Linked DNA regions of Mus musculus: region 1 is linked to region 2. A link is a contact called in public Hi-C data. All regions are on one chromosome and are shown on one strand. Each heading gives the region's core, a stretch centred on a gene start, on an enhancer-like site or on the middle of the called end of the contact. The rest is flanking DNA. Distances are from core to core; before and after follow the strand shown. Region 1 overlaps Ttll11 (tubulin tyrosine ligase-like family, member 11). Region 2 overlaps Ttll11 (tubulin tyrosine ligase-like family, member 11).

Region 1 (6,687 bases), core at 477-2,976, 110 kb after region 2:
AAAAATGTCTTAAGTGTGAAACAAACCAGAAGAGGAAACATAAATCCAAATGAATGCACTGACCGTAAAGAGGGTACTAAACTTTCCCCAATTTAGAGGCCAGAATCTAAGGTGCAGTATAAGGTAACCTGAATACCAACAAGTGCCAAGAACCGATATTTTCCAACCACCAAGCAGGAGCTAAAACCAGTTTATTTGGACACAAGAAAGTCCTCATAATACACAAACTCCCAAACCCAACAGACCTCATGTGGGGTGTGACTACACTCACAAGCCAAGTGTTACTGGGGCTTCTATTATCTGGACCCTGTCCAGGAACTACCTGTTGCTGGAGCGAGGCCCTGGGTGACAGCCCAAGACTGACTGCAATGCCCCAATAACAGCGTTGATGGATTTTGGGAACAGGAAGGACCCTCAGCAGCTGTTCTGGTTTAACATCTATGGCTATGACGAAATATCTGGACAAAAGCGACTAGGGGAGGGAGGGGTTTGTTCAGCTTACATGTCCCAGTTCCATCCATCACTGAGAGGAGTCAAGGCAGGGCTTAGGCAGCTAGCTCCCTATGCATCCACAGCCAAGAGCAGAGACAGAACACACACCCATGCTGGCTTGCTGCGTGCTCGGCTACGACTCATCGCTCTCAGACAGTTCAGGCTTTAGTCCATGAAGTGGGATCACCTTCACGTAGGATTAGATCTACCAATCTCAGTTAATAATAGTCAAGACAATCCCCCACAGACTAATCTGTTCTAGGGAATCCCTCAGTTGAGACACCCCTCTCAGGTGATGTCAAGTTAACAGTTAAAACTAACCAGGGGATGGACCCAGGAGAGGACCCATACAGCTGTTCACAAATGCCTGTTACTCCAGTTCCAAGGACCCAAAGCTCCCTTCTGACCTCTGTGGGCATGGCACACATTTGATGCAAGGCATGCACACAAGCAAAACATCCCTACACATAAAAAATAAAACAACAGCACAGCAGTGGAGCTGAGGAGATGCAGAGAGCTGCACACACAATATTATCTTTGCATCCACAGGCCCAATATAGCACCTGGCTCATAGCATGCATCAAAGAGCAAGCCAGTGGTAGAGCCAGGGAGACTCAAGATCTCCCTCCTGATCTCAAACTCACAACATAGCTCAGGTTGGGCCTGAACTCATCATAGTTCTTCTGCCTTCCAAAGGAAAGGCTGGGATTTCATGTATGAGCATCATATCTGGAATATTACTCATAGAGACACTGTTGTCTGGTCTTCACCAACACTACGTATTCGTAGTACTGTAATCAAAGGTCAACTGAACAGGCTTCCAACATCAACGGAAAGATGCCTCATAGACAGCTGGTACAACCTGTAGCCAGACCATGGGAGACACAGAGATCACATCTAAAATAGCTAAGTGTAGGGACCAGGACCAATCTCTTCCCTAAATGCACACACTAGCTCGAAAATTTGGAAGATGCTAGTCATAAACTTGGGCAGAGGATCCGCGCAAAGCCTCACAGTGGTATCTTTATGAAGCATCCAGATTACAACAACACCGGGAAGTGGCCTTCTATATCTGCAACTATTTTAAGAACCACAAATCCTATTTCTCTTCTTCAAACTAATTAACGTTTATAAGCAGGACTGAAGTGTTTCTTGTGACTGCCACAGGAGAAGCAGATCCCTGCAGTTGGAAGCAAGTGGCAGGGTGGTGAGAGACTGTCAGAAACACTTCTCGAAAGCACAGCTACAGTAGACAGGAGCTACAGCTCCCAATTAGGCTGGCCTCCAATATCCGGCACCTCATATCTAATGGTTTAAAAGCAACCAGCGAAATTTGCAGAGTCCAAGGGTTTTTAAAAGATGAAATCTTCCTTCTTATTTTTATCTCTCTCTTCCAAATGATAAATCATCGTGCTTATAAAAGCTGCGGGTTTGGGGACACGGCAGAGAGTAGAGACGAGCAAACCTCACGCCGGGAAAGGGTAGAGATTTGGCCAAGGTCAGCTTCAGAGTGCCTGGGACCCTCAAAGCCCAGGACCTTGCCTCCTAGCTGAGTCAGAGCTACCTTCCCCAGGAGACTGCCTGTGTTAAGGGTCCCTGCCCATGCAGTGTGACAAAAACTTCATGGAAATTAGAGGGATGCATTTTCAATGTGAGGCACGAACAGACCGAATACTTTGCATCGGGGAGCATGTTAATTAAACTAGGAACATGGGCACTGTTGACTTCCTTCAGTCTTGCTGAACTCTTGTTAAACTATCCATTTGTTTAGATAAATTCCTGTCTTCAGAAAATAAAATACACATGACTTGAATGGAGGAAACTTGTATACAGTTTGCCCTCTGCATCTGTGAGGTCTGTGTCCAAGGATTCAACCAAGGATGGGCGATCCTCGGGAAAGAAGCCACATTTTTACTGACTGTGAATATCCTATTTTCAAAGAGTCCTTTCCTGAACAATACAGCATAGCAACTGCATAGGCAACACTTACATTGTATTAGGTATTACAAGGAATCTGCAGCTCATCTAAAGTCTATGGGGGGAGGTATGTGGGTTACACGCAGACACTCTGCTCTTCTATGTAAGGGACTTGAGCATCCACAGGTTTTGGTACCATGGGGAATGCTGGGAAGGACAACTGTATGTATCTATTTGTGAGGATTGTAATAACGTTAATGCTAGTGATATTAGCCTTATGTGTTCAGCACTGTGGTAGTAAATGAGATTAGCAAACAGGCTAATTATCAAACAATTACCACTCATGAAATGCTTCCCATATCCAGGCAGTGTGTGCCGTGGGTTAGACGCAGTGGCTCACTTTACCATTGCAACATTCCTGCTAAGCAGCTTTTTACCATTACAGACATTTTACTGATGGAGAAACCAAGGCTCAGGGAAGTCAACTGCCCCAGATTTCACAGAGAGCAAGGGGAAAAGCTGTTCTCAAATCCAGGCCCAGAGGACTCTTAAACCTTCTGCCTCTGGCAGCACAGACTACAACATCCCAGTCTGTAAAAAAAGGGATTGCTTCAAATTCTATTTCCAGCAAGGACATTTGGAGATCCAAGGGTAAACTAAGGGGTTGGAGGATGACTTGTCCTCCATGGCCATCTTGGCCTTGTCCTGGCAGGGAGCAGAGGAAAGGAGAGCTCACTGGTCAGGGCAATTGGATAAAACAGAAACACGAGGAGGCCAGAGCTCCAGCGAAATATGGGAGCAAGGTAGGATTTGTCTACTGTTCTGTTTTAAAATAGTCATGAAGCAAAGGGAGGCACTTCCACATTCAATAATTTGATGGCTAAAATCTGCAAGTTATATTTACTGATCATAAAGGAAGGACATGTTCCTAGAAGGACCGAGGTTCAAATCAGCAGCCTTGCAAGCTGCTGTGTTACAGTGAAGGAAAAAAAAAAACAACCAAACAAACAAATGAGACAGAATTGTTGCTGTTGCCTAGAGAACCCCCCCCCCGGTCCCCCGCCCCCAATTGTTCTGCTGGAGAGAAAGGCTGAGTCAAAATTAAGAATGCATCTAGGACTTTGCCTGCAAACCAGCTGCGGGAGAATGGAAAGGGTGGGGGAGGGGGCTGCAACCTCTCCCTTATTAGAAGAAGTGTTTTAAATGGATGTGACGGTGCCTTAAAGGTTAGGTTTGACAATCATTAATACTTTGATTGTCTTAAGAAACCCACACAGAAAGGCAGGGAAAGAAGGCGGATGAACAAAATGTGAGTTTATGGTGCAGCTCCATATTGTTCTCAGTGCTCTGGTGGCAAGCGTTATGAACTGGGGCATCCTTGCTCTTGGAGTCATTGGGAAGCTGTGTCCAGGGTGTCCTTCCCCAGGCTTACTGTCCACCTCTTACATATAGTTATGAGGCATCCTGATTATCTCAGCACCGAACCCCGGAGGAGGGGCTGAAGGATCGCTTCCCAGAGGGTGTCTGATGGTGGGACAGACCTAAAGCCAGGGATAGGTGGGGTAGAGACTCTGTGGTTGGAGGTGTGTGTGTGTGTGTGTGTGTGTGCGTGTGTGTGTGGAGTATCCACCCTCATCCTGAAGTGGTGGAATCAGGAGTGGGAAGAGACAAGAGAGGCTGGCAGACGGCTGGGATCTCAATTGTACTCTTTCTATGTTATCACAAGGACAAGGAGCATGCAGGTAACATGAGCCACACGCCTAGGAAGAACCCGATAGAAACTTCTGGAGAGGATGTACCCTGAGAGCTGTTCTGATCCCCTATTTTCTCCTAATAACTATTATGGTTTGGGTCTACAATGTGTCCCCCAAAGCTTATGAATGGAAGGCTTGGCCCCCCAGTGTTGCAATATTCAGAAGTAGGGCCCAGCTAACCAGACCATGAAGGTCCTGGTCTCATCAACGGGCTCATTCATAGGTGGGTGCATACTTCCTGGGCTCCTGGGATGTGGGGGAAACTGTAGAAAGTAGAGGCTGGTGGGCAGAGGCCGGTTACTGAGGGCCCGCTCTTGAGGTGATATTGTGTGCCCTTCCTTCTGCTGTTATAAGGAGGGTGGCTTTGCTATAGCACATGCTGACCATGAGGCTCTGCATCATCACAGTGGAGTCTAGTGGGTGTGATTCCTCTGAAGCTGACTAATAAAGCCCTGGCTGCTTTGAGTTGTTCTCCTTCAGCATTGAGTAATACTCCAGTTAAATGTGCAACTCAGACACCGGTCCACCATTATCCCACTGTATAGCATGGAAGCTGGCATTTAGGGAGGTTAAGTGATTGGCTGGATTGTATGCCCAGACTCTGAACCCATGTGTAGTCATCCCAGGGCTGCCTTTCCTTTACTCCACCTTATTTGACCTTGGCTTGGTTACTTCCAGCTGCAGGCTGCATGGAACTCGTGACTCCTTTGAGTCTGTTGGTAGCATTGCAGACAAAGGAAAGCCTTTTGCTTTTCCTTTCTTTCACCTGAGTTTTACTGTCTCCACCTCCAACTTCAGCCTCAGCTCCTTGTTCCGCCACTGGCACCTGCAGAGACATTATTCCATCTCCCCCTATGATCTTTGAAGCTACACATGGCTTCTGCTCTTGGCTCTCTCTCCTCTAAGCTGAGACATCCTCAGTGCATCCCTTTTCCTTCCTAAGAGAGGATTTCCAGATCCTCTACTTAATCAGGCCTTGGAGGACAGAGTCTAGTCTCTGTCCCCTACGGCATTTTACAGGGTTCATTGTGTGTAGAAGTCCCACCTCAGCTGATTTCATATACAGGCTTATTCTTCCTTGCAGCAAGAGATGGGGTCCTAAGACCCAGAGCTGAAGAAGACAGCCTTCCTGCACCTTGGACTTTTGGCCTAAAGAACGGACTCTCGGGATGCCTCCTGCACACTGCGGAGGGTGCTTAATAGTAACCGGTCTGGAATGACTGTGAGACAGCAGAGCGCCTTGCAGGTGTATGGGAAATGATAGTGATGGTGAAGTGCTTTGGAGAAGCCCTCCACCCCTGCACCAGAGTTCAGCTCCTTCGCCACCCCCAGCCCTGGCAGACACGGGGCAACGCACAGCTGGAGCCAAGTGCCCCCTAAGTATGCCAAAGCTGCTGTGAGGCTCTGAGAGACTACAGTGCGTTACAGGCAACCACTGTGGGTTGCTGGAATAAAGCACCTGACAGAGGAAAGCTTGAGGAGGGCAGGGTTTAGTAAGGCTCAACACATGAGCTTGCAGTTCACTGTGGCACAGCGGGGAGTGTGAGGGGGCTGGTCATTTCGCCACAGTCGGGAAGCAGAGAGAGATGAATGCTGGGATTCAGTTTCCCCGCCCCCCATCTTTTATTTAGTCCAGAACCCCAGCCTACATTCAGGATGGATCTTCCTAACCTAGTTAACCTAGTCTAGACATCCAGAGACAGTCCCAGAGGCTTGCCTTTTGGGTGATCCTAGATCTTGGCAAGTCAATATTAGTCACCACAGGAACCTCAAAGACAAGATGTCCCTGGGTCCAGGGACTGAGCCAGCAAGGAGGCCTCTGAACATGCTGCTGTGGCACTGTGGGTGGGGCAGAAACTAAGAGTTAGGAGTAAAAGCAGTCCATGCCTCCATGGGAGGCATAGCTGTCTGGGGCGGGGCATAGCTGCGTTTCTAGCTTCCAGTTTCATGAGTGACATCGCTATGGATGCAATAGTACCTACCCATTTTCTGGTACCCAAGAAGCTTCATTAGGACTGTGCTGGAGCTTCTGCTGAGGCTCTCCGCCACCTCACCCTGCCTCACATTCCCTGGGGCAGGCCCAGCTGGTCTCCTTGTTGGCACTCCCACTGCATTCTGTTCCTCACCAGGTTCAGGTGCATTACTGACCCAGCCTCTGGTCAGGTCCACATGCAGACCAGCTTTCCCCTGTGCACCCACTGACATGCTAGCAGCTTCCATGCTGCAGGGGATAGCACAGTCTGGAGGAAGAGGGGATCCACTCAACGTTAAGGAAGCCATCCACCGGCCAGGGAGAGCGGGCTCTGCAGCCCGAGGGGCTGTGGAGTAGTGCTCTGCTCACAGGCAGCCCTGACTTGCAAGGGTGCAGGGGTAGTAGACAAGCGAGCATGAGGCCAGATCCTACTGCTCTGAACTGCTCAGATCCTGCCCTCTCCCACGCCCCACACATTAGCCTCTGCCTTGAGAGTTGCTGAAAGTGAAGGAAGAAATGGAAATTGCATGAAAAGAGGAAAGAAAGCAGCTG
Region 2 (7,215 bases), core at 1,951-4,450:
GATTGCCATCTCTGATAGATCCATGTGAAATGGAATTCACAAGGCTCTGCGCACATCAATAACACTTCTGTATGATCCTGGGCTGAGTATTGTACTTTATGCTCTCCTTTGCTTTCTCTCTTCCATCCCTTCCTTCTTTTCTCTTTCTCTTTTTCTTTTCAGACTTTTACTGTGAAGCCCAGGCTGGCTTCATTCTCATCTGCCTGCTTCAGGCTCCCAAGTGTTCGGGTTCTGAGCATGGACGGCCACACTGAGCGTGTAGTGTACTAGTGACCCCTCCCTGTATCTGCATATACATATCCACTCGCTTTTTCCCAGACTGCACAGACGTTCCTAGTGCGTACACATCATGAGCTATAAAGCCCCTCTCACTACAGTGGGACACTTCTGTTTCTTTTTTCTTTACTAATGTTATGTTCACATGATGCTGTAACAAACATCTTTGCACACCTATCAGAACATGCCATACTTGAAGGAGCCATGCCTTTCTTCCAGTGGACACTTCCTGGTCACATCCTGCCAAAGTCTCCTGGGATTGGGACCCTGAGGGAACAGTGGGAGACACTGCACAGGAAGGTCTTCTTTTTACTTGCTTATTTATTTAGTGACAAGTTCTTGTGTGGCGCATGCTGGTCTCAAACTTGCTGTATAGTTGACGATGACCTTGAACTTCTGATCCTCAGGCTTCCACCTTCAAGAGTTGAGGTCACAGGTACCTACTGTCATGCAGCGTTGGGCATCAACCCCAGAGCTTTGTACATGCCAGGCAAGTGCTCTACCAACTGAGCTACATCCTCTGGAGGGAGACTATTTTTTTTATTTATATGAGTACACTGTAGCTGTCTTCAGACACACCAGAAGAGGGCATCTGATCTCATTACGGACGATTGTGAGCCACCATGTGGTTGCTGGGATTTGAACTCGGGATCTCTGGAAAAGTGCTTTTAACCTCTGTGCCATCTCTCCAGCTCCAGAGGAAGATGTTTTATAATGAGGAGTAAGGTCATGCAAAATGCTATCTATGAAAGGGTCTTTGGTAGTGATGAGAGGAGAGACAGGTGTTTTGAAATCTGTCCCTTGATTGAATGCTCCAGCACAGGTCTTCTCTGATTGTCAGCCACCAGACAGGACAGCCTGACCTCTGGAGTGGAACAGGCTGCCTGAGGTGCCATCTATCTCTTCCTCTTCTCTCTTCAACCCATCCCTCTCAGCCAAACCTCCCAGGTGCAGGCACGCCTCTGCAGCACCCTCCTTCCAGGCCCAGGAGAGGACCGCTCTGGGCCCCTCAGGTCTAGCACAGCTTTTTGAAGGAGTGGGTGTCTTCCTTCCCCTTCCACCTCTCACCTCTTGTCAGCTTCCCTCTGCAGCATCCACTGAGTGGCAGCTCCCCATCCCCCTGCCCCCTTGGCTGCTTGGTTCCCTTGTGCTGGGGTCCTCAGGGTGCTCCTCCCTTGCCCCCTTCCCTGTCCTCCCTGTCATTTATTAGCTGAGTTTTAAATACCTCCAGTGAGGAAATGCCATCTAAATTCCTCCCAGTCCTTATCTGCAGGCCACAGGGGCTTTTGCCTCTGGAATACCTCATTAGCATCTCAAAGAATCTGTTGTGGGCTTTCCTATCCTGTCTTTTTTACCTACCTTGATAAATGGCACCTCCACCTACCTACTTTCAGGAGTCAGAAACCCCGGGTCAGTTTTGAAACTTCTCTCCTACAACCTCAGCTTCCTGAAACACTTCATTCTGTACATCAAACACAGCAAGCCAAGCTCTCCACCTGCTGGGATGTTTGACCTCTGCCGGGCTGTGGGACACCTGTGCCCACCTCACCTGCCCTCCTGCCTCCGAAACTGCCTAATAGAGACCAGGTCAGCCCTGCATTCCCCTGACTGAAACTCAGGAGGGAATCCACACTCTCCTAAGTCCCTCATCCCTTTCTCTAGTGGGTTTGAACAGCAGTGTTCCCTTCCTACCATTCCACCCCATTCTGTCTCCAGAACACTCTCTAGGCCTACAATGCCCTGTCCCTGCATCCCGCCTGGTGACTCGTTGCATCTTTCTAATCTCAGTTGCTATTGACCATAGTGAGTTTATTTTTTTCAGTTGCACCTCCCTGATCCACCTCCTGAGAGAAATCACTCTATGCTATGCTCATTGAAAGGTATTTTCTTTTACAGAATTATATCTATCTATCTATCTATCTATCTATCTATCTATCTATCTATCTATAATACTTAGGTTACAGGAAGTTTTCTGTGTTACATGTCTGCCTGGCTGCTCTGAGCAACACCTGTGTGACACACAGCACAACTGTCATCCTACTTGGGCTATCAGTCACTATGCATGAAGACGGGAAGTGCCTCAGGTAGGCTCTGTGTGTGTGTGTGTGTGTGTGTGTGTGTGTGTGTGTGTGTGTGTGTATGTATGTATGTGTAACCAATGTGTCTGGCCTGGAGAAGACACCTGTGAATTAAGCTCCCTTCCTGATTTCATTAAGTCACCAGAGGGACCCAAGCTTGATGGGACAGCGTGTCCCTTGCAGGGCAGCTGCATAGACTCCATACACCCATGTGGTGGCCCTCTACACCCCAAGATGGTGGGTGGTGCCCTTTTACCTAGCTGCACCTTTGAGAATTTAGAGAAGCTGAAGGCTGGGCCTCGGGGGAGAAGGTGGGCTGTAGGGGTGATGTCCACTCACAAGGGGTCCCAGCCCTGTCCTCAAGGAGACAACCCCGAGGCGCTCTTCAGAGCCTGCCTGTCACTTGAGAGGTGAAAGGAGGTAGATCAGTGTCAGAAGATGGAGCAGTGGGTTCCAGCTTGACTCGCATTAGAACGTCACATGGAGCTCAGAGGCAGGAAGGGAAATGCTCCTTTATGCTGGAGTTTATTTTTGTCACCCTGTCAGAGAGAAATTGCAGCCCTGGGGGCATTGGAGCTGCACAGAATTACCCAAAACATTAACATGCAAATTGCCTTCTTTAGAGAAGGTAATTTTATTAGTGCACGAAAATCTGAAAAACCAGTTTCTTTCTTGTACGGTGCCTGGGCACAATCCTGTCCTGGAGCGCACTGGGGAAAGTGAGGAGAGACTTGAACTTTAGGATTTTGTCATCTTCTCTAGTCACACACCCTTAGCATGGCAGCTGGTGGCTGCCAGGTGGTGCTGCCCGGGATGGAGAGAGCAAGTGACTGCCTCGAGATCCATCCCACGTGCCTCAGAGAGCCCGAGGAGTGCCTAAGGAGTGCCTGGAAACCACTGTGGGGACTGGAAGCCTCCGCTCTGAGAACCAAGAGCCGCCTGTTCCTGTGGACGCTTAGTCACATCTATTTTAGAGCACATCTACTTCACAGAACTAAGTCACAGGCCCCCAAAGAGAACCAGGATCTGGCAGGAAGGCACTTGTGGGTATCAGAGGGGAGGGAAGGGAAGGGGAGGGGAGGGGAGAGGAGGAGAGGGGAGGAGAGGGGAGGGGAGGGAGTGCTGGGGCTGATATCAGGGATGGGCACTGCAGGAACTCTTAGGCAGGAAGGGTTTCACAGGGTCTGGTCAAGGCTGTTAAAATGGTGGGAATGGGAGGAATTCCGGGCAGGCAGAAACATCTGAGCAGGGGGGTAGAGATGGGGACCAGCAGTCTATAATAAAGGTGCCCATGGCAGGGGAAAATGGTGGAGGGATGGGGGATGGGAATGCAGAGAGTGCAGACAGCCAGCAGAGGTGCCTTCAAAGGCTGCTCTTTCACTCTGCTGTTGCCCAGTTTGTAACCTGTAGAGCTTGCTTAGAACAGAAAGAAAGAATTCCATGCCCCATGGGATTTTAGGAGGGAGGGGGTTTTCCCAGCCCAAGGGTGCCAAAATGACAGAAGGTTCTATGAGGCTGCGATTACATAAGGCTCCCTCCTCTTTTTAAGCAGTGAACAGGAAAAGCAGGGGCAGAGACGCCCACAGCCACCAAGAAGCTGCTGGGTGATGTCAGGTCTGCCCCAGCAGGGATGTGCACTCTTCCTGGGAGGCTCCACAACCTCCCTCACCCTCACCTGGATGGCAGCTGTGGCGCATAGCCATGGTGGGGGTACAGGGAACTTCTGAGAGACTCAGTGGTTGTCTTTTCTGAAGCCCAAGGGGGTAATGGTGTTGCTATTGGCATTTGGAGCTGAGTAGCTCTTTGCTGGGGCTGCCCAGGACATCATGGGGGTTTAGCAGTATCCCCAGCCACTGCCTGCTAGATGCTGGTGACAGTTCTGCCCACAGTGGTGACCAGACACGCTCACACCCTGGGAGAACTTGGGGCTCGGGCTTTAAGCCCTGTGACTTTCTGTTCCAGTGGAATGAATGCACACTTGAGAAGGAAACCTTGGCACTGTGCTCTCTGCTGGAGACCTTGGTCTAGCTGGGACCCTCCGAGAGCCCACGTGCAGACCGATCAGATAGCACTTTTGAGTTTTAGGACGCCCAGCTTTATCGCAAGATTCCACAGAAAGCCTCTGCCAGTGATTCGTGAGACACATTCATGGTAGGTGCTGACTGATGGAGCTGAGTGTGCCCAAGTTCCAGGTGGGGGCCGTGCATTCATGGAAGAGGCTCCCGGGGCCCCACGGTAGTCCAGGCTGGCCTTATACTTGTGATCCTCCTGCCTCATCCTCGCAGGTCACCATTGTGTCAATGTCGGCATCTGGTGGGTTATCTTCCCCACCCAAGTGGAAGGCTCTTGTGGTTTGGATGTAGAATAAACCTGGCTTGTGACCTGACACAAGCTAGAGTCCTCAGAGAGTCAATTGAGAAACTGCATCCAAAAGATCTGACTGTGTTTTTTAAATTAATGATTAATGTGGGAGGGCCTAGACCACTGTGGGTGGTGGGGCCCCTTGACTGGTGGTCCTGTCTTTTTGTATTTTAATAATGTATTTAATTTCATGCCCATTTGTGGTTTTGCCTGCATTCATGTCTGTGTGAGGGTGTCAGATCCTCTAGGCCTAGAGTTGCAGACCGTTGTGAGCTGCCATGTGGGTGCTGGGCAGAGCAGCCAGTGCTCTCAGCCACTGAGCCATGTCTCGAGCCCTGGCTCTGGGCGCTATAAGAAAGCATGATGAGCAGGCTCCTAAGGAGCACCCCTCCATGGCCTCTGCATCAGCTCATGCCCCAGATGCCTGCCCTGACTTCCTTCATCGGTGGACTGTGATGCAGAAGTGTGAACCAGATAAACCCTTCCCTCCCCATCTTTCTTTTGGTTACCTTGCTTCTCCACAGCAATAGAAGCCCGGGCTCAGCCCGGGACCCCAGCACACAGGTGGGGGATTATCAGGCTCCATTTAGGAAGGAGACTTCAGAAAAACCCAAAGGCAATGGGGGGAGAAAAATAAAGCCAATGGCATAAGAGGAAACCCAGGCCTCTGGCACCGGCAGCCACAGCACAGTGAACACAGCCTGGGCCCAGGCAAGATAAATATAAAACTCTCAGAAAGGAGGGCTCGAAAGAGAGTTAAAAATATTTTGAACTAAATAAAAATGAAAACAGAACACACTGAAGTGTGTGGGACACAGTGTAGTCAGATTTGCAGAATCAAATACATGGATTAGGCAAGACGTTCTGAAATTGGAAAAAGAAATGTTTTCAGGCTGGGTGTGGTGACTCACAGCCTTGACTTCTGCACTCAGGAGGTGGAGGCACAAGTGAATTTGGGGCCAGTCTGGTCTACACAGTGAGTTCCAAGCCAGTCAGGGTTACAGAGAAATCCTGTCTTACAGGAAAAGAAAAAAGTCTTATTTTAGGAAACAGAAAAAGAGCAAATTCAAAATGGCCAAAGATATGGTAAAAATCAGAAAACAAATCTATGAAATTAGACACGAAATCAACAAGAAAAATCAATAAAACAGAGGAGTTTATCCTTGTGGGTGGGGATGGGGGATCAATAGAACTGATGAGCCTCTAGCCAGCTTAACTGAGGAGAAAAAGAAGATCGCTAACTACTAATTATACATTACTAATATCAGCAACCAGAGCAAGGGTCCTAATGTTAGCATCAGAAGTGTACCCCCCACCTAGGGCCACGCATGAGCGTCATGGATGACACCTATGCCTGTGAATTTAGTAATTCAGGTGACAATTTACCAAAATTTACATAAGGAAACTCATAATCCAACGAACTTAATAGCTCCTAGAGAAAGTTGATGAATAATTAACAGCTTTCCCTGCCCCCAAAAAGCACCAGGCCCTAAAGGGCTCCTCACTGTGAGTTCTCCCAGATGTTTAAAAGAAAATGGAGCTAAGCCACGTTAGACTGTTTAGAACAGAGACGGAGCACAGGTGTTCAGGCGCGTGCTCTGTAGCATTCTAGAAGCTTCCCAGCCTTCTTTGTTCTTACTTCAGTATTATCCCCCTGTAGTCTGATAACACCTTATCGAATTCTCTGCCTTCTGACACTGCAGGTCTGTAATTCCAGCTACCCAGCTGCTTTAAGGCTAGTTAATCTGAGCAACTCAATGAGAGTCTGTCTCAAAAACCAAACCAAACCAAACCAAACCAAACCAAACCAAACCAAACCAAACCAAACCAAACCAAACAGTAGTGGGGGTTCAGCTCTGTGGGAGAGAATTTGTCTACTGTGTATGTAGCAAGCAGGCCCTTGGTTCAATTTCCAGTCTTGCAATCAATCAATCAATCAATCAATCAATCAATATTAAAAAACACATTAATGGAGGTTTAACGTAATACTAATATGACGCATGGGTTAATATTCCCTAAGAATGGAGAAGAATGTGTATTCCAGTCTTATTGCGTGAAGCATACTAAACTCATCTACCAGGTCAAGCCCATGGAGCAAGCGTTCGGTCCACCTGTACCCTGACCCATTTCCTGGGCAGCTCCCCTGTCAGGTGCAGATGGGGCTGCTACTGTCTCCCAGTGGAGCTGCAGGTGCAATGCCTCGCTGCTGTCAGCTGCAGTCATGTGTGGCACTGTTATGTGCAACTAGAGGACTGACCCTGTGCTTACGGCCCATCTTCATCTCTGGCCATTTTCCTTGTTCTAGAGCCTGCTTTGTCCAGAATTGACAAAGGCACACCATCCCAGATTTGGTTTGTGTGAGTATATGTCTGTCTGTGTGTCTTCACCTCTTTCCTTGACTCTCTGTGTTTTTAAGGTTTAAATGGGGTTTTCATAAATATCATAGAGTCGTCTCTTTGTATATTTACTTTTGAATTATCATCATGATCTTCATCATCAC

The links. Hi-C and Micro-C count contacts between places; a contact is called where the count stands out from the background.
Region 1: a contact with region 2 is called in a Hi-C map of cortical neurons, with 1.8 times the contacts expected there. The contact joins two enhancer-like sites. A contact is called at or near these places in 3 of 484 Hi-C or Micro-C datasets (ECoMG-derived neutrophils, cortical neurons and nephron progenitors), 2 of 115 datasets of contacts at active chromatin or transcription factors (embryonic fibroblasts and embryonic stem cells) and 1 of 9 other capture datasets (embryonic stem cells).

What each region holds. Positions count from the first base shown.
Region 1 is chr2:35,874,050-35,880,736 of GRCm38.p6, forward strand. All of the region lies in intron 6 of Ttll11 (tubulin tyrosine ligase-like family, member 11), which reads right to left. Among named protein-coding and RNA genes, the nearest start is that of Gm35396, 6.3 kb to the right of the region's middle. Within about 2 kb of position 1,727, at least 13 of the 459 cell types and tissues checked have an H3K27ac peak or open chromatin away from gene starts, as enhancers often do. A contact at or near this core is called in cortical neurons, where this site is marked.
Region 2 is chr2:35,765,136-35,772,350 of GRCm38.p6, forward strand. The region is part of intron 9 of Ttll11 (tubulin tyrosine ligase-like family, member 11); the gene reads right to left. Among named protein-coding and RNA genes, the nearest start is that of 9030204H09Rik, 50 kb to the right of the region's middle. Within about 2 kb of position 3,201, at least 37 of the 459 cell types and tissues checked have an H3K27ac peak or open chromatin away from gene starts, as enhancers often do. A contact at or near this core is called in cortical neurons, where this site is marked.